Regions from separate parts of the Rattus norvegicus genome. Here region 2 is linked to region 1. A link is a contact called in public Hi-C data. All regions are on one chromosome and are shown on one strand. The core of a region is the stretch at or near the end of the contact, and the rest is flanking DNA. Distances in the headings are between cores, read along the strand shown. Region 1 has its middle 7.9 kb from the start of Lif. Region 2 overlaps Nf2 (NF2, moesin-ezrin-radixin like (MERLIN) tumor suppressor).

Region 1 (6,118 bases), core at 1,655-4,154:
CAGAAGAGGGCATCAGATCTCATTACAGACGGTTGTGAGCCACCATGTGGTTGCTGGGAATTGAGCTCAGGACCTCTGGAAGAGCAGTCAGTGCTCTTAACCACTGAGCCGTCTCTCCAACCCTCCACCCCGTTTTAATTTTTAAAATGACTTTGTGAGTACAGATGTTTCACCTGGTAGCATGTCCAGGGCCCCGCGGAGGTGAAAGAGAGAATGGATTCCCGGGCCATGTCCCCGCCAAGCCGCATCCCAGCTTTAACCTGATTTATCTTCAGTGAGAGGGGAAGGAAGACCTTGCAGGTGAAATGAATTGGCCTCTGCCCTTCTCTTACTTGTCTTCTTAGGCCAAGCCACAGTTTTCTCTCTGCACACTGTGTTGTTGGAGCTCACTTCCCTAAGATGGGATTTCCTGGGGAAATTATAGGCTAGTATGTCCTACGCAGGTTTGTAAACTGTAAACAGTGCCTCCTTCTCTCCCTCCTTCCCTCCCTCCCCTCATACCTTACCTTCTCCTTTTTTTCTTTTCTTTTTTCCTTCCCTCCCTCACTCCCTCCTTCCCTCCCTCTCTTCCTCCTTCCCTACTTTCCTCTTTCCCTCCCTCCCTCCCTCCTTCCCTACTTTCCTCCTTCCCTCCCTCACTCCCTCCTTCCCTCCCTCTCTTCCTCCTTCCCTACTTTCCTCCTTCCCTCCCTCCCTCCCTCCTTCCCTACTTTCCTCCTTCCCTCCCTCCCTCCCTCCTTCCCTACTTTCCTCCTTCCCTCCCTCCCTCCCTCTCACCCTTATTGTTTTTTCTTTTCTGTATCTCTCTTCTCTTAGTCTCTGTTCCCAATCATCTTCCGGTTGTCCACACCAGGCCCGTCAGGGCAGTCCACAGAACCCCTTGCAGCACTAAGAAAAAGGTCACAGTCCACAGTGGATCAAGAGGCCCTCAGCACAAGCAACAAAGCTTGCTTCCTGGAGTGTCCCCAAGGGCAGGGCTTGCCCAGGGAGGGCCGAAGGTCCCACAGCAGGTGGGGCCCTGAAGCCTGGGGCTGATTGCAGATCAGAAGGGCCAGGTAGCTCCCCGGGTTATGAGGTGGGGGCTGGGTGGGACAAGGGCAGCTATAGGCCTGAGGCTCTTGGGACAGGGACAGAGAGGATGGTGGCTGTGCACACAGCCCGTGGCAGGTCTGAGTCAAAACACCTAAGGTCGACCCCAGCTGGTCATGAGGAGAGCTGCCCAGTCATTGCCTTATGCTGGCTTGGGTCACCCAGACAGGCTAGGCGCGGCCCAGTCAGCTGTGACTCAGGCCATAGTGGCTTTGCCACGCAGCCCAGGGGCATCAAGTACAGGGACGCCCCCTCCCCACACCCAACCCTGTTTCTCCTACCAGCAACTCAGCAACACCTTTCCCACCCTGGGGTCGGGCTCCATCTCTGGTGTGGGCTGTCTACCTCTCTGGTCCTCAGCTTGGGGGTGGGGTGGAAGTGGGGGGAGCCTCAGGCCACCAGCTTCAGACGGAAGTCAGGTGGGGGGCAGGGTGAGGAGCCAACGCCAGAGAAGTCTCAGCAGGAGAGGGAAGCAGAGGGGCCCAACAACGATGGTGTTGCCCTGAAGACTGGACAACTGTGCAAGCTGTGGAGGGCTGCGAGACCACGGTAGGATTCCCTTGAGGGGTGGTATGGAGGGGCACCGCTGCTCCCCACACTTATCTTCAAGAGGGTAGATGGTCCAGCAATTGCTCCCCTGGGCATTAGGGGCACCTGCTGGCCCACACAACCCTCCAGGATTTTGTCTCCTTATCTGTAATGAATGTGTTGTAAGACAGGGTTGGAAGACTCTCTTGGAGGATGTCCAGGCTAAGCTGGCAAGACCAGCTGTGAAAGTGCCCTGTGGGTTAAAGTTCACAGGATGGGTAAAGGACAGTGGAGAGAGCACATGGGTTCAAATCTTGCATTTTACCATCGTGGTAGGGTCAGCCTGATTCCACAGGTAGTCTTGATTCCTGGATTCCCAAGGGACTTCAGATTCCCTTCTTTATTTTCAGATCAGTGAGTTTTGAGCCTGCAGAGGTCTCTCTCGTTTACCCTCCAATAGATGCAGTGTCTGAGGACAGTCCCTGTCCATGACAGGCTGTAGCAGTCTACAGGGGCCTTCATGGGTGTCCTGGGGAGCTTGATCAGCCAAGGTCATTACTCGTCTGCCTTTGACCTTGAGCCAGATCAGAGCTTGGATGGTCTTCGAACCTGGGCATCCGAGCTCCAGGACAGTGACAAAGAGAGAGGAAAACAAAAATCAAGTCTGTGTAGAGCCCTGCATTGGGGGCTTGGCATCCAAAATTAAGAGAGGCTGGCTTTACCTCGAACTTGTCATTGTTTCTCCAAACCTGGTAGGGGCTGCTAAAAAGATGGGAGATTGTTCCCAGGATCCTGTCCATGTCATGCCGTGCCGGGACAGGACGGAGTAAGGGGTGCCTGTGACCAGTCTGTACAACCAGGTGTCCCTGGGTTGAATTTGGTTCATGCTGTGTGAGTTTAGGCAGTTCATCTTCCTTCTCTGGGTGGCCCCCCTGAAAAATGGATAGCCTGGAAGAAGTGTCAGGGCAAGGTGGGAGCAGGTAGCAGGGACCAGGAAAAGGCCACTACCCGCTACCCCCAGAACCGTGGTAAGGCTGTGCCTCACTGACCACTAGATGTGGTTCTGGCACCCCCTTGTGGCCAATCTCTTGAGCTACATCCTGCCGATGTTAGGGCAAAGCTTCTCTGGAAGCCCTCAAGAGGAGCTTTCTTCCCCTGTGTTGGCGGATGGCCTCTGCCCACCCCCATTCTGAACCTCAGGCACCCACTCACTTCCTCAAATCCGCCAACACAGCTCCACCCTCCTACTGGTACCGGCTGCGCCGGCGAGCCGGCGAGCCGACTGTACCTGCTACTTCTGGACAGCAGGGGGCGCTGCTGACCAGGGCTTGGAGCTGCTAAGCGTTTACAGGGCAAAGAACCCTAAGCTCGGTTTTCCAGGTTACTGAGGGAGCCCATCCACACCCCCACAGTCAATGACTGGATCTAGTCAAGGCAATGGGATTTCAAGGAATAAGTCCTCTTTGAATCCTCACAAGCAAACTCGTTTTGAAAACCTGGAGTCCCATCACCTTGGCAGCCCAGGACAAGCATCGGGACATATGATTACTGACTTGCTGTGTGGCTTTGGGAAAGTGGCATCCCCTCTCTGGGTCTTACCTTTGAAGCTGTATCGGATAAAGGTGTCCGTAATAAAGGTGTATCTGTGGCTTTGCCAACTTATGATTGAAGGCGCTGTTACCAATTTTGCACACATTGTAACTGAGGTTTAAGTGATGAAGCCACCTGCCTTGGGTGGTAGGGCTTGTAAGTGACAGAGCTAAAGCTGAATCTGAGGGAGGTCTGACAGACTCCAGGGTCCATGGCCCCTCTGTTCCAGCTAACAGTCACACTCTGCTTGGAAAGATAGACAAGGAGTCTGTGTCTGGTGGGGGTGGGGTGCTAAGGTTAAAGAAAACCATCTTCCCTCTAAGACGGTCTTCACCTATCAGTCTGCAGGTTCAAGTCTTCGCAGGGGAGATGCCACAGCTGAGGGACTCACAGAACCCACTGTGATAAATGCCAGGCACAGGTCTCACCTGGAAAGAGAGGGAACGGAAGCAGGATGCAGGGGTGCGGTAGGGTGAGGCCAGTTAGGCAGGAGATCAGAGCGGATTTTTGTCATGGAGCCCTGTGGCTGATAAGCGCTGGCCACCTGGCCTACCTAGGCAGAAGGGGGTGCTCCCCTGGGATGACTGGCCCCAGAGCCCCTGATAGATCTTACTGCCCTGAGCATCTCCTAGTTGCCCCAACTACCCATTAGACTTCCTGGGCCTATTTCGGAGAGGGTGGACTGGGGTAGGGACGCAGAACTTTGCACCCTTTGTGACCCTGAACAATTCAACTCCCAAGTTCAGTTTCCAAGTGTGTCAGAGGAGAAATGGGAGTGGGGCTGGAGTCCTTAGGACGTCTTTTGGGCATTCTGCATGCTCTTTTTGGAGTGGGAGGGGTCCTGAGGCTGGTGGGTATGCCGACTTGTGACCTGGAAGGCCTGCAGAGGCTCCAGGGTATAGGACTGGTGTGAGAGTAGAGCCAAGCTGTGCTTCCTGACAGGGTAGCCAGTCTTGGCTGTGTCCCACTGTCCCAGCAACTCAAACTGCTTCTGTCCCTGAGGAGTCCAAAACTTACTCTTTTCTTCCCAGAAAGTAGACAGTTCGCCCTGAGGAGTCTTTCTCCCACCCTCATTTCACGATGGAACCCTTCCTCCATTCTCACTCAGGATGGGACCCTTCATTCTTTCTCTCCCTCACATGTCCCCTTCCTAACATCCTTGGCGGGGGAGGGATCTTTTTTCAAGTCTTCCTGGCACCAAGCATTGAGACAGGGCTTGGACCACCTCCCCAGTGTCACCTCTTGGTCCAGTTAGGTGGCCCTAGTGAGTTTGACTAGAAGAGGGGACAGAGATGAGGCCAGGCCCTACCTCCGCGGCCAACTTCCAGCTTCCTGTGTGTCTGTCCACTGTTGCTTCCTGTTCTGTTTATTGCCTCCAAGTTCAGGAAACCGATGAGTACCCCCCACCCCCACCCCTTACACACACACTCGTGGTTATTTAATAGCAGCTGTGCTACAGTCAGTCTCTCTCTCTCTCTCTCTCTCTCTCTCTCTCTCTCTCTCTCTCTCTCTCGGAAAACCCAGTGGGGAAAGGAAGCTGACAGCTCGGCTCTGACATCAGCATTGTCCCTGTGCCAAAAATCCAGGGTGGCCGGGGTGGGAGGGGTAGGGCGGGGAAGGAACCAGCTGCCGGTGGCCCTCATGACACGAGGCTGCCCTATGATTCCCAGGGACAGGGGCCAGACAGTGAGAGGCAGAAACACACATGGGCACATACATGCACAGGGTCATGTCTGTCTACTACCCAGACCCACACAGGCTCACACAGGCATGGACACACACACACACACACACACACACACACACGGGGTGGGGGGAGGACTTGGGAAGTTGAGCTCTGTCTTAGCCACACATACACACAAACACTCTAATCAAATACATACACTTGCACAACAGGGCCAGACACTGATGAACACAGACTCAACACTGACACCGCGCATGCACACAAGCTCACGGAGACTCAGACACAGACTCCAGGAAGCTTCTCACTCACAAGGATTCTGCAGAGCGCCCTCTTCTGGAAGCAGCTGGGCCCCTGGGCCTAGGCCACCCTGAAGGAGCCCAGCCACTTCCTCCTCCTGTGGTGTGTATGAAGGGCTCTTGATGCCTAAGAAGAAAGGCTTGGTAGTTGTGACTGTCCCCAGCCTCACCTAGGTAAGGCAGGGAGCCCTGAGGGTCTGAGGCCGAGGAAGGAAGTGGTTCTGGAAAAGCTGGGCTCTGCAAGGGACTTCATCACAGCCTGGCCTAATGCCAGGCCTCCATCCCCACACCGTGCCTCTGGCCTGTCCATACCTAGGCCTACAATGCACCTCTGGCCCATTCCTGAGCTGGCTTCAGTGGAAGGCACAGTAGAATTCAGGTACCCTGTGCTGTGAGCTGCTGAACAGCCGTCCTAGGGCAAGTCACATAGACCTTGTGGGCCAGGCCTACATTTATGGGGACACCTATGGACAACTGGGAAGAGTGCTTCAGGGAGCATGCTCGCCCTCGCTGTGGCGATGTCAGCATACTTTGAAAGTACCTTATAACTCGTGCCTGTAACTCATGAGGCGCTAGAGGCCGGTGTGAAAGCGTTGCCACCTCTGCGTCCTGGAGATTCAGGGGGAAGAGGGCCAAAGTATAAGTGCTTATTCAACAGGGACACAAAATGCTGGACCAGGGGGAGAGCAGCCTAGCCTACAGATAGAGGATGGGAGGGCAGCGTCAGGGTGGGACCGGCCACCCACCGTGCCACACCCTGGCCTCCAGCCCTGCTGAGGGTCAGCTCTGTGGGCTGCTATTTCCTTTGCTGTTGCTATCAGAACTGGGGGGGGGGGGGGTGCAGCCACTCTGATTCACCTCCAGAGGTTTGATTCTTGACGCAGAACTAGTCAGGAAACGTCGGGTGATGCTGGGGCCGGTGGCTGTTGGC
Region 2 (6,118 bases), core at 2,441-4,940, 570 kb after region 1:
CCACCCCTGCTCAAGTCGAGGAGCCAAGCTGTGTAGTGTGTGGTGTTTGTAGGCTTTTTTTTAAGTATAGGTGTATCATCTTTTCTGAACAGTTCGTCAAAAATAGAACAGTCTCTGGTTTTCCTGAGGTGTACATTTAAACCTATCTCTTTCCATCTGGCTAAAGTGTTCAACTTCTGCAGCCTTCTTCCCCGGTCTTAACTAGAGAAGAGGAAAAGGCTGAGGCAGGCATTCACTTTGCACAAGGAAGGAGGGTGCTTTGCAAAAAAAGAAAGAAAGGCACAAAAGAGTGGAAAACCAGCCTCATTAGGTAGACACATGCCCTCTGCAGGCCTCCTATCCTTACAGTGCTCTCCAGGCAGAGGGGCTGGAAGGAGGGCCTTGGGAAGCTGCAGGGCTACGGCTGTTATGGTAACAGGCCACAGTGTGATGTCATGGATATATATTGCGCCTGCATCAAAGACAGATGTGTATGAACTTTATAAACAGGACTAAGTGCTGTCGGCTTGTTATTTTTTATAGGCATTAGATTTACAAGCTTTACCCAGAGTGAAGCACTTGTCATTTATCAACTTTAGAATGTTTTAAGTAAATAGCACTGAACACTCACCCTCCACTGCGGGAACATAGCTAGAATGCAGCACTTTTCAGTTACAGGAAGCAAATGGCACCAATAACCGGGGAGTTGATTGGAGTCTATTAGCCGGGACAACCATCTCACCAGTTGGCCAGGGTTTTATGAAATCCTGACACTGCCATTTGTTTTCTGACTTTGTCAGTCTCGACGCTGCATTTTTCTTTTCTCTGATAGCACTGTGCAGCCCCTGACAATCAAACTCCTTGTACACACTGATACTACATTGCAGGATGAGAGGAAACTAGGCCACAGGTTGAGGAAAGGCCACAGCAAAACAAGGGTTCAACTCTGGAAGTAAGCCCAACTGGGATGCTAGATGTGAATGGCAAAGAATTAGAACCCACAGAACACCTCAGAGTTTACACACAACTCGGAACTGGAAAGAACCAGGATAAAGGCTTTCACAAACATGAAGGTGGGCCATCAGCCAGCAGCCACACAGTGCGCCTGTTTAGCTATTGATATGAGAGAGAGAGAGAGAGAGAGAGAGAGAGAGAGAGAGAGAGAGAAGCGGAACCAGAGAACCCATTTGGTTATCAGATCCTTCCAATTAGCTCACAAGCTGCTCTGGCATTTACCATAAGAACTGCAGAAAGGTTAGATTCCTTACAGAGAGTGTGACAGAAGGACTGGGCTTCTCTGGCTCAGGGCCTGTGCCCCGTGTGTGCCATTACTTCAGAAATGGAAAGCTCAAGATGAATGTGATTCTCTTCTCCACGTTTATCCACAACAGACGTTTATAGTCATAAATAGCCTATGAGAATAAATTTAAAGAAGGCTTGTGAATTTAAGATGTTGGTATAAGAGTCAAGTCTTAATACAACTTTTATTTATTTATCTGGTTTGAAAAAAAAGAGAGAGATTGCAACAGCCATTTTGGCATACAGCATTAATTTCAGTACATGGAGGCAGAGAGCCAAGCAGATCTCTAAGTGTCTGTTTCAGGCCAGAACACACACACACACACACACACACACACACACACACACACAGAGAGAGAGAGAGAGAGAGAGAGAGAGAGAGAGAGAGAGAGAGACCGACCAACCAGGTGGTGCACTCCTTATAAATCCTGTGAGGTAGGAAGATTTGTTCTATATAGCAATTTGTAGGCCAGTCAAAGCTGCAAAGCAACACCATCTCAAAAAATCAAAAGCCAAAACGAACACACACAATGGAGAGTTATTAGGGGCCAGGAGTGCAACTCGGTGGACATAAGCATATCAATCCCCAGCAACCTGCTCCCTAACATTATACAGATAACTTGCTATGTGATAGGTGAAAAATGAACTTCATTAAAATCTGGTTAATCAAAGAAAAATACAAAAGGAGTAAGACTATACCACAAAAGTAGGGTTTTCCTGTCCCTTGAATTTAAACTACAAAAACAGCCCGCATTTTGGTCTTGCAACTAAGGGACACATCCCTTCATGTGGACATTACTACTCACCATAGGGAACAAGGAATCCTACAAATAGAAACAAGAACAAAACAGAAAATCTGATTTGCTCTGGCTGCTCTGCAGTCCTGAAGCCTATATCCCTTATCACAAGCTAAAACTCTCTCTTTGCAGAAAAAAAAAAAAAGACAATTTTAAAAATTCACCAATCTAGCCTGGTGGCTGTGGAGCATGCCTTTAATACTAGCTAGCACTTAAGGTAGGTGGATCTCTGTGAGTTCAAGGCCAGGCTGGTCTATAAAACGAGTTCAGGACAACTAGGACCAACTACATAGTGAAACCCTGTCTTAAAAACCAACCAAATAACCAAAAACAAACGAGCCTACTCCCAATCTCCTACCCTGTCAGGTTCTGCTATAATCAACTCTAGCAATTAATTTCTTCTTCCAGTCCTCCAATCATCTGTTATTGTGCTCAGTATATATAAACTATTTTTTTTTTTTTTGGAGCTGGGGACTATTTGCTGCAAGGCTTTCCAGCAATTGCATTTTCTCTCCTTCAACCAATTATCTGACCTTATTATAACTCAGTCTACACATACCCCAGTCAGCAAAGCTACATGCGTCTACACCTTTTTAAGAACTATTCAATTCTTTTCACCATCCACCCAAAATCATGCAAAAGTTAGTACGTATTTCACATATTGGAAAAATCAGCTTATCTTCTCCCAAGATTCCAGTCTTTTCTCCAGTTCTTCTACAGACCACCAATTCTTTAAAGCCAAGGGTATGCCGCACGCACGCACGCACGCACGCACACACGCACGCACACACGCACGCACACTCTTACTTTAAGTCTCTCAGAATATAAACAAGCGCTGCACAATCTGTGGACACTCCATAAGTGCTGTGGTTGGCTGGTGATGCTGATGATAATGATGATGATAGCTAGATGAGCTTCTGAGTAGAACACTCCTAAGTAATGATTGCAATGAAGCAAGAATTTATGACACTCCTTATTAAAATTCTAATTACACAACTAGGCCTTAAGATACATATTTCCCCCTTTGGTGACACATACTGTTTCCCTTTTTCTAAAAATACCTTAGCAAAGAAATCTAAACCTCAAAGAACCAAAGAAGAAAATTTTCCACAGAACAAAAGGCACTACTAGGAAGAAACAATTCACAGCACTTTAGGAAGCCACAAAATATAGGTTTTAAACTCTGATTCAGTCTTTAGTCTTTCAAAACAAAATAAGTTACTGGTTTTTAGGGAGTAAAAGTCTTTGTGATTGCTGGCATCTTCCCTACCCAAATGGAGAGTGACTACTGGATCAGCAGTGAGCCCAGAGATCAATATTCCAGATCTTTCCTCCTACCACCACAACCAACCTGTGACTTCAGTGACCTAGTTTAAGTAGGCCTAACTCCCCCATGACTGTGTAACCTCAAGATTTTGTGCTGGAGCAAGGGGGATGTACTTGTTTCAAAGTCAGATAACAAACAGATGACAAAGCAAAAAGGAAACAATTATAGAGTTTTAAAAGCAAGATAGAGCCTGTCCTCCAAAAGCCAAGAAGACAGTATCCATCTGAGGATGTTAGCTCACAACATGAGAGCAATCATAGCTCTGTCAAACAGCCATAAACACTTCAACCCGCTGTGTTGAGTAAGTCACTTAACCTCTTCCAGGGTTCAACCTCTGCAGTCATCAAGTGGTCACCCTCTGAGTCCACGAGTTTGAGATGCTTTTGTGTAAATCAGATAGTACTTTTTTCATTGTTGGAATAATTTTCTGTCAATCTTTTAACAACCCATTCTGGTCACTTAAAATCATTTCTAAGAATGTAACTAATACTTAATGCTTCATTGATGTGTACTTTCTGGAACGTTTTCCCTTACACTGGGCTCTGCTAATATGATCCTTATGGCTCACAAGCGGAAGTGGATTATATAGCTAGAATGGTATTGTACACCTGTAATCCCATCACAGGTGGATCAAGAATTTCAGCCAACAGGGACTAGAGAGATGGGTCAGAGGTTAAGAGCACTGGCTGTGGGGCTGGGGATTTAGCTCAGTGGTAGAGCGCTTACCTAGGAAGCGCAAGGCCCTGGGTTCGGTCCCCAGCTCCGGAAAAAAAGAACCAAAAAAAAAAAAAAAAAAAAAAAAAGCACTGGCTGTGGGGTTGGGGATTTAGCTCAGTGGTAGAGCGCTTGCCTAGCAAGCACAAGGCCCTGGGTTCAGTCCCCAGCTCCGAAAAGAAAAAAAAAAAAAAAAGAAAAAAACAAGAGCACTGGCTGTTCTTCAGAGAACCTGGGTTCAGTTCCCAGTACCCACATGGCAGCTCACAGCTGTCTGTAATCCCACTTCCATGGGACCTGACACCCTCACATATATATACATAAAAATGTACATATTTTTTTTAAATAAAGAAAATAGAGTTTGAGCCAACCTTAGCTACATTATGAATTCAAGGCCAGCCTGAGATACATGAGACACATTCTCAAAAGAAAAGAAAAAGAAAAACCCTGACTGCATAGACTGTATTATGAACTCTCTAATTCAACAAAAATGGTAATTATAAATACTGCTGAAAAGTAAAATTTTCATCAAATAACATGCTGTGGAGAATATGCAATTAGCAATGATTACAATACTTAACATACCGAAAATAACAATCCTTACTATTGTAAGGATTGTCTGGTACTGATAAAACATAAGCCTAAGCCAGAAGAGGTGTTGATGCCTGTATCCCTAACACTCGCCAGGAGGCTGAGGCAGAACGATAAAGGACACCCTGAAGCCAGCCTGAGCTACGAGACTGAGCAAAACAAAACAAAAACAGGAAAAAAGATACAACGCTCATTTTTTTTTACATTTAATTTAATTTTAAGAAATTGGGAGAGCCAGGCAGTGGTGGTGCACACCTTTGATCCCAGCACCCAGGAGGCAGAGGCAGGTGGATCTCTGAGTTCAAGGCCAGCCTGGTCTACAGAGTGAGTTCCAGGACAGCCAGGGTTACAGAGAAAACCTGTCTCAAAAAGCTAAAATAAATAAATAAATAAATAAATAAATAAATAAATAAATAAATAAATACATGCATGATGTGTATTGTTCAGACTCTCCCCTGCAAATAAAAAAGAAAAGAAGGGCTGGAGAGATGGCTCAGCGGTTAAGAGCACCCGACTGCTCTTTCAGAGGTCATGAGTTCAATTCCCAGCAACCACATGGTGGCTCACAACCATCTGTAAAGAGATCTGATGCCCTCTTCTGGTGTATCTGAAGGCAGCTACAGTGTACTTATATATAATAAATAAATAAATAAATAAATAAATAAATAAATAAATAAATAAATAAATAAAATTACGTGAAGGGTATTTTCCCTGCACATACTCCTGTACCTGTAAAAGGGCATCAGATCCCCTGGAATTAGAATTACAGATGGTTGTGAACCACCATGTAGCTGCTAGGAATTAAACTGGAGTCCTCTGGAAGAGTAGCCAGCACTCCTAGTCACAGAAACATCTATCTAGCTTCAACAAGGCAAAATTTCATGTGCCTCAACATTAGGCAAAATTATCAGACTATCAAATACAACCAACCCATGGCAAAATATTATCTAAATGGTTATTCCTTCTCGGATATTGTAAATTTAAAAAAAAAAAAAAAAAAAAAAAAAAGCTCCTAAGCCAGACCTCTCTCACAATGGCATGTATTGGGGAGGCTGAGGCAGGAAGATTATAAGTTCAAGGCTTATTTAGACAACCACTATTGACACCCCTATCTTCCAAATAAAAAGTAAAATTAATAAAGGACTAGAGATATAGCTCAGTGGAAGAGCAATTATCAGGCATGCTCAAGGCCGAGGGTTCAATCTCTAGTACTTAAAAACCTCTCAGTGTGGGTCCGGTCCCCAGCTCTGAGAAAAAAAAAAAAAAAGAAGAAAAAAGAAAAAAAAAAAAAAAAAAAAAACCTCTCAGTGACCTGCACCTCACCAGAGCAGCACAGTAGAGCTGGCCCTGGATGTGGGAGCTGAGGATAAGCTGACCCCAAGGGCAGGAGAGCTGGTGGGCTGACCAGCTC

What was found. A called contact is a pair of places that touch in the nucleus more often than the background predicts.
Region 2: a contact with region 1 is called in a Hi-C map of the A7r5 cell line, with 7 times the contacts expected there. The contact joins two enhancer-like sites. A contact is called at or near these places in 2 of 12 Hi-C or Micro-C datasets (the A7r5 cell line and Schwann cells).

The regions. Positions count from the first base shown.
Region 1 is chr14:83,347,232-83,353,349 of GRCr8, forward strand. No RefSeq gene overlaps it. Among named protein-coding and RNA genes, the nearest start is that of Lif, 7.9 kb to the right of the region's middle. Within about 2 kb of position 2,905, at least 22 of the 93 cell types and tissues checked have an H3K27ac peak or open chromatin away from gene starts, as enhancers often do. A contact at or near this core is called in the A7r5 cell line, where this site is marked.
Region 2 is chr14:83,914,896-83,921,013 of GRCr8, forward strand. The region is part of intron 1 of Nf2 (NF2, moesin-ezrin-radixin like (MERLIN) tumor suppressor); the gene reads right to left. Among named protein-coding and RNA genes, the nearest start is that of Nf2, 16 kb to the right of the region's middle. Within about 2 kb of position 3,691, at least 5 of the 93 cell types and tissues checked have an H3K27ac peak or open chromatin away from gene starts, as enhancers often do. A contact at or near this core is called in the A7r5 cell line, where this site is marked.